Linked DNA regions of Mus musculus: region 1 is linked to region 2. The links are chromatin contacts, called in public promoter capture Hi-C maps. All regions are on one chromosome and are shown on one strand. The core of a region is the stretch at or near the end of the contact, and the rest is flanking DNA. Distances in the headings are between cores, read along the strand shown.

Region 1 (2,749 bases), core at 33-2,532, about 23 Mb after region 2:
CAGAGCAGCTGCAATGGCTCGACTTTATTATCAGTTATTTGTAATCTCTTATTGTGCCTACTTTCTAAACTTTAACATCTGTGTATGAAATGTAATGAAGGGAAAACACCTATATCCACACGATGGGTGTATGTAGGCGTTTCCTGAGATTTCAGGCTATACTGGGGGCCTCCTGGAATGTCCTCTTTAACTGAGGGGACGCTTACTATATTTCAAATATTCTGATTCCATATTATTAACATAATCTCAATCTCTTTCCTCCTCCTCTTCCTCCTTCTTCCTTCCTTTCTCTCTCTCTCTCTCTCTCTCTCTCCCCCCCCCCTCTCTCTCTCATATTTTAAGTTTTCCAAGTGGACTAACGATTCTATCTTAAAGTATTTTCCAGTCCCTTTTGGGCCCTTAATATAAAGTAAAAGTACTACTGAGACAGACTGTGTACCCGTTTTTCTCAACTGGTGACGAACGGGAACAGTGTAACAAGAAATTTATCCATCTGCCGGGACAAAACTCTACAAGAGCCTAATAGTCCCCACACCAGAAAGCGCAACCAATCCCTCCCAGGCAAATGCACTCCTGGCCAGACAGACCCTGTGTGGACAGACTTAATCAGTGCACTTCTCTCTCTGCAACTGATTACCATCAGTCAAGTGATGCCCAAGTCACAATGGTCACTTCCTTTAATAAGTCTGTACAACCGCGGAGCTGTGAGGCAACCAGGTCACGTCCCACAGAACTGGGGAACAACCTGGTAAGAGTAGCAGCCCATGTAAGTGGGCATCCGCACTCCTTGCAAACTTCTGCGAAATCCTGCCTGCGTGTTGTTCTGTCCGTCCTTACTCCATCCCACCGGCGCTTTCTCCTCCCGGGCGGGGACCCTCGGGAGACCTGACTGGGTCGCAGGACCCACCAGCTGTCGCCGGGCCAGGCCCCTGGGGCCCAGGCTTGTGGCGGTGGGGGCCGCGCTCGCCGTACTCCCGGAGGGTTCCCTCAAGGGCCCGGGAGACGCTCCGGGTCGGGATCGGGGAGCGCGGGCGGACAGCAAAGATGAGGCCCATCCCCATCCCCTCCGCACCGCCGCGGCCCCCGCAACTCCTGCAAGGCCAAGGGCTCTTTCGCCCGGGGGACAGGGAGGAGTTCACCTCGAAGGAGAAAAAAACCCCGCTGGTACCCGGAGCCGGCCGGCCCGCGAGCCGACCGTGGCAGCAGCCCCCCTCCGCCCGCGCGTCTCACTCACCCACTCGCCGCTGCTGCGCCTTCACCGCCGGCGCAGGGACCGCAACCGCAGCCCGCTCCGGGCCCCGCCCCGGGACCGCCCCGCCCCGGACACGCCCCCAGGCCCGCCCAGTCGCAGTCCCGCCCCCAGTCCACAGCAGACCCAGAATCTGCAGGGCTCCCCGGTGCGGATCTCTGCAGTCTTGTTTCCTTCTTTTGTCCTTGGTCACCGTTGTGGAGTTAAGTTGCGAGCTGAGGCAACCAAAACGCACCTCCCTCGCACACCCTCCCTGGACTGTCTAGACACCACTTTCCACCTAGAAGGAAAGGGCAATTGGGATGGCTGTCACTACAAACGCCATCTTTCACGTGGGCGGAACTCGTCTCTGCTTGACGCGCCGCGGTTCCCTCGTGGGACTCCGTAAGTTCCGGGTTGGCGCTTTCACTTTGCTTTGCCAGCCTTGAGATGCCAGTGGCAGCTGGCCAGGCGGAGGCTGTCATGGGCTTTGTAGCTTTTCTTCCAAGAGCCGCTCAGGAAAAGCATGGGCAGAGCTGAGCTCAACCTAGATAGATAGTGTCACCTGCGTTATCTATCTAGGTTACGAAGCGTAGTTTGTGGTTGTAAGTAGTTTTGCTTTGTTTTGTTTGGGAGTTGGCAGGTAGTGGGTGCTCAACAAATATTTAGTGAGTGAGTGGATTTCCTTTGGTCCCTATGACACGGTTAAATGCCGTAAGTCTGCGTGCACACTGTACGTGTTCACTCCGCAACAAGCACAATGATTCCCCCACCCTCTGTGCGTAGTCACCGTGTTTTCTTCTAAACGTCATTTTTGCCAAATAGCACAGTGCACTTTGTTTTTTAACCTTTGGGAAAAGAACACCATGACGTCTGATTTATTGATTGATTGATTGGTTTGTAACTGTATTGTGGCTTTTCACTACAGATGAGTAGTGTTTATTATTTTCCAGCAACTTTTCATCATTTATAGGGAAAAGAAAGGCATTAATAACAGAATACCTATCAATACCACCTTCGGTAAAAATAGAACTCTCACCAGGTATTGTATGCTTTTTTTTTTTTTTTTTTTTTTTTTTTTTTTTTTTTTTACCTAGCAGTTGTCATTCTATCAAGTTCTTACAGTGTTTTGTACCGTGGTCTTCAGATGTATATCTCATAAATGAAGTATACATCTGAGAGTTAAAAATACATCCAGACACACAGAAATAGCATAGGACCATGTTTGGAAGGCTAGGGTTAAGAGTGCGATGCTGTAGTCAAAGTGGGTGAGTTTGCAGGTAAGGAAGGCAGCTGAGTGAGGCCAGTCAGCTAATCCACAACACGAGGAATAGACGTTTATACTATATCCCACACTGAAAAGCTGAAAAGTTCCCAGGTGGGTGTTAGGTACTAACACACATACACGCGCATGCATGCACACTTAAGATAATTTGCTTGTCTGTAGTAAGCCAGAGCTATCAATGTAATTGATTGGGTCAGTTTTCTGTGATTCCAGAGCCCACTAGGAATAGAAGGTAT
Region 2 (2,700 bases), core at 144-2,643:
CATCCATTCTTTGTGGTGTGCTGGGCAAAGCCTGTGTCAAGATTTTATTCCACTTAATCAATAAACCCATGGACCAAATCGATTAGAAAAATGCTACTGGTGCGCCTACTCTGGAGCTTCTCGGTCTTGCAAAGATTCTAACGCAAATGAAAATAAATACTACACTTTTCATTACACGTATCAGAACCTCCGTTTATGTAATCTGATTGCATTAAACGCCCTGCATTAAGATTTGTAATTTTTCAGCATTTTCTGGAAACGCCTAGCCATTTCACAGCTCAAGTTCAGTGTCTACAAGAATGAAGAAAAGCCATTATCCTTAAAACACAAAGAACCAAACCAGCACTTGTTTGGTCAGTTTCGTGTGTCCCAGAATATCACACTTAAGCTATCAAAAAATAAAAATAAAAATAAAATCTGGTCCAGAGCGCCTTTGTCTCCTTTTCCTTATCTCACCCTTTAATTCCATGAGGACCCCTAGAGCCATCCATTCATACACAAAATCAGTCACCATCCTTCCCTGGGTACCCAACACAGGTAGTTATGTGAATACCTACCAATTCGTCTGGGCCCGGGACACACACACATTCTCCTGTCATCACAACACGGAGCCGACAACATCCACAACCCGCGCGGACAGCAGCAGCGACAGCAGCAGCGGCCCATTGAAAGCAAAGCAGAGATGCTCATTAGAGGAGGCGGCGGCGGGGAGGCGGGAGCGGAGGAGGGGCGAGGTCTCGCAGCAGCCCAGTGAATGGGCTGGGAGGGGAGGAGAGAATGGAGGGGGGAGAAAGGGGAGGGGAGAAGAAGAAACCAAACAAACCCACCCGGCAGGCGAGGCGGCATCACAGCCCCCGGCGGGCAACTCCAGGAGCCCGGACAGGCGCACCGCCGCCGCTCCATGCAGCCAGCGCACCGAGCCCACAAGCACTCAGCATCTTCAGGCCCGCCCGGCCCCACGCCGCGCCCGCTTCCGCAGAGCTCCAGGCACAGCCCGCCGTGGGCAGCCGGCTCCGCCACGCGGGGCCAAGCGTGTCAGCGGGGAGCCGAGGCAGACACGCCCGGGCCACAGCGGGCGCCCCGCGCGCTGACAGCCGGGTGCCGCCCGGGACCCGCGGCAGCTCCTCGCGACCGAGGCTCCGCGCGCACCCGGCCCTCCACCCGCGGCCGCTCCCCACGCGCGCCCTCCACTTCACCGCCCTGACGCCCCCTCACGACTCGGCAGCGGTGGACGAGGATACCAACCGGGCACAGTCGAGCACCCGCTGCGGTCTGCCCCGGGTGGCGGCCGCACCCCTCCGTGCGCGTCCTTCCCTCACTCAGCACCACGCAGCACCCCGGCGCGCTGCAGCTCGGCCCAGGCCAGCCCACTCCGCGCCCCTGCCTCGCCCGGCCTCCACCCTGCCCCGCCCCCACAGGCGCTCTTGAGCTCTTCGCCTTCTGATTGGCTGCGCAATGGCGGGTGGGCGGGACCCGGAGGGCCAGAGGGGCGGGGGGCGGAAGAGGGCGCGCTCCCCGCCAGTTTTGTGACGTCACGGAGGTCAGACAATCCCTTCCATTTGGCGCGGCTAGCCTATTGGTTCCACGCGTGCGCGCGCCCCGTGACCACGCCCTGTTGCTGGTGAAGGTGGGTTTGCGCGTGCCGCGAGGTGGACAGCCTTGGTTGGGTTGCGTTTGGACTCCCAGATGGGGAAGCGCCTGGGCGGGATCCAGCATCCCTGAGCGCGTGGCGCTTTGGTAGCCAGTTGCTTCCTGGCGGGCGGGCTTTCGCGAATGCCTGGCACTTCTGCTGGGCCCCGCGTGCTGCTCTGGGCTGGCCTGAGAGCCAAGCCTCCTCTGCACTGGGCTGCCCCAGGTAGACCGCGGGAACAACACAATTGAGGCGTGGCAGAGCGTCTCGGCGGTGTCTCGCTTCATTCATTCAAGATCAAGTTGCTGATTTTAGGGTTATTAGGTCGGATTGATAGTCAATTATTTTTATGTCTCCGGGCTAGGAAGCTGTAAACAAAAGCAAAAGGAAGTTTGATGAAGGAATTCTTATCTTTGTAGATAAGAATAACACGAGTGCTCTTGTTCTTGGAAGGACTTTGAAATCAGCATTCCCTCCTTGGTCCCTGACTCATTCAGAGTTATGAATTTTAAAATGCAGCCAGTGAAAGTGGGAAGAGCACTGAACTTGGAGTCAGAAGAGCCTTTCAAGTTATTCCCAGTGACAAAAATCCATCTTCCTCCCATGAGACTCAGTTTGCCTATCTGTGGGGTGAGGTTAGGCTTAAGATGTGCTAAACAACACACTAAGGGTTCTTGCTGCCATCTGCGGTTGTCTCTTTATGGGACAGTGCCTTCTTCACTTACCTACATCCACATAGATGCCATCTTCATGACATGAAACTTTCTTGGGAGAAGCTATGCTTCTGCCCAGTGTTAATGAGTTTACGTTGATTTATTCTACACCTTATTAACTAATAAAGTTTACAAAGTAATTTGGACTAGATAGATGAACTCCCAAGTTTACTGTGAAATTTTATTAATCCTGAAGTATTTAAATTTTTATGTAATAAAGGAAAAACCTTATATAACCAAACCTGCAATTCATAATTCCCCAAATCTTTCAAGCTGCCTCTATTTCTAAACTGGAGAATTTGCTCATCCCCAGAAGAGGCTTACGGGCAGAGATGATTGGTGAGGGGGAAAATATAG

Evidence for each region. Promoter capture Hi-C pulls out the DNA fragments that hold promoters and counts their contacts.
Region 1: a promoter capture Hi-C map of pre-B cells shows a contact between it and region 2. The contact joins the promoter of C9orf72 here to the promoter of Pdp1 in region 2. A contact is called at or near these places in 1 of 39 promoter capture datasets (pre-B cells) and 1 of 484 Hi-C or Micro-C datasets (CD4 T cells).

Annotation. Positions count from the first base shown.
Region 1 is chr4:35,224,554-35,227,302 of GRCm38.p6, forward strand. It overlaps C9orf72 (C9orf72, member of C9orf72-SMCR8 complex), which reads right to left and starts at 1,283. Exons shown (of 11, transcript NM_001081343.2): 1 at 1,235-1,283.
Region 2 is chr4:11,965,057-11,967,756 of GRCm38.p6, forward strand. It overlaps Pdp1 (pyruvate dehyrogenase phosphatase catalytic subunit 1), which reads right to left and starts at 1,394. Exons shown (of 3, transcript NM_001098230.1): 1 at 1,246-1,394; 2 at 558-592. The coding sequence starts at 588. It overlaps 1700123M08Rik (RIKEN cDNA 1700123M08 gene), which reads left to right and starts at 1,518. Exons shown (of 5, transcript NR_040577.1): 1 at 1,518-1,627.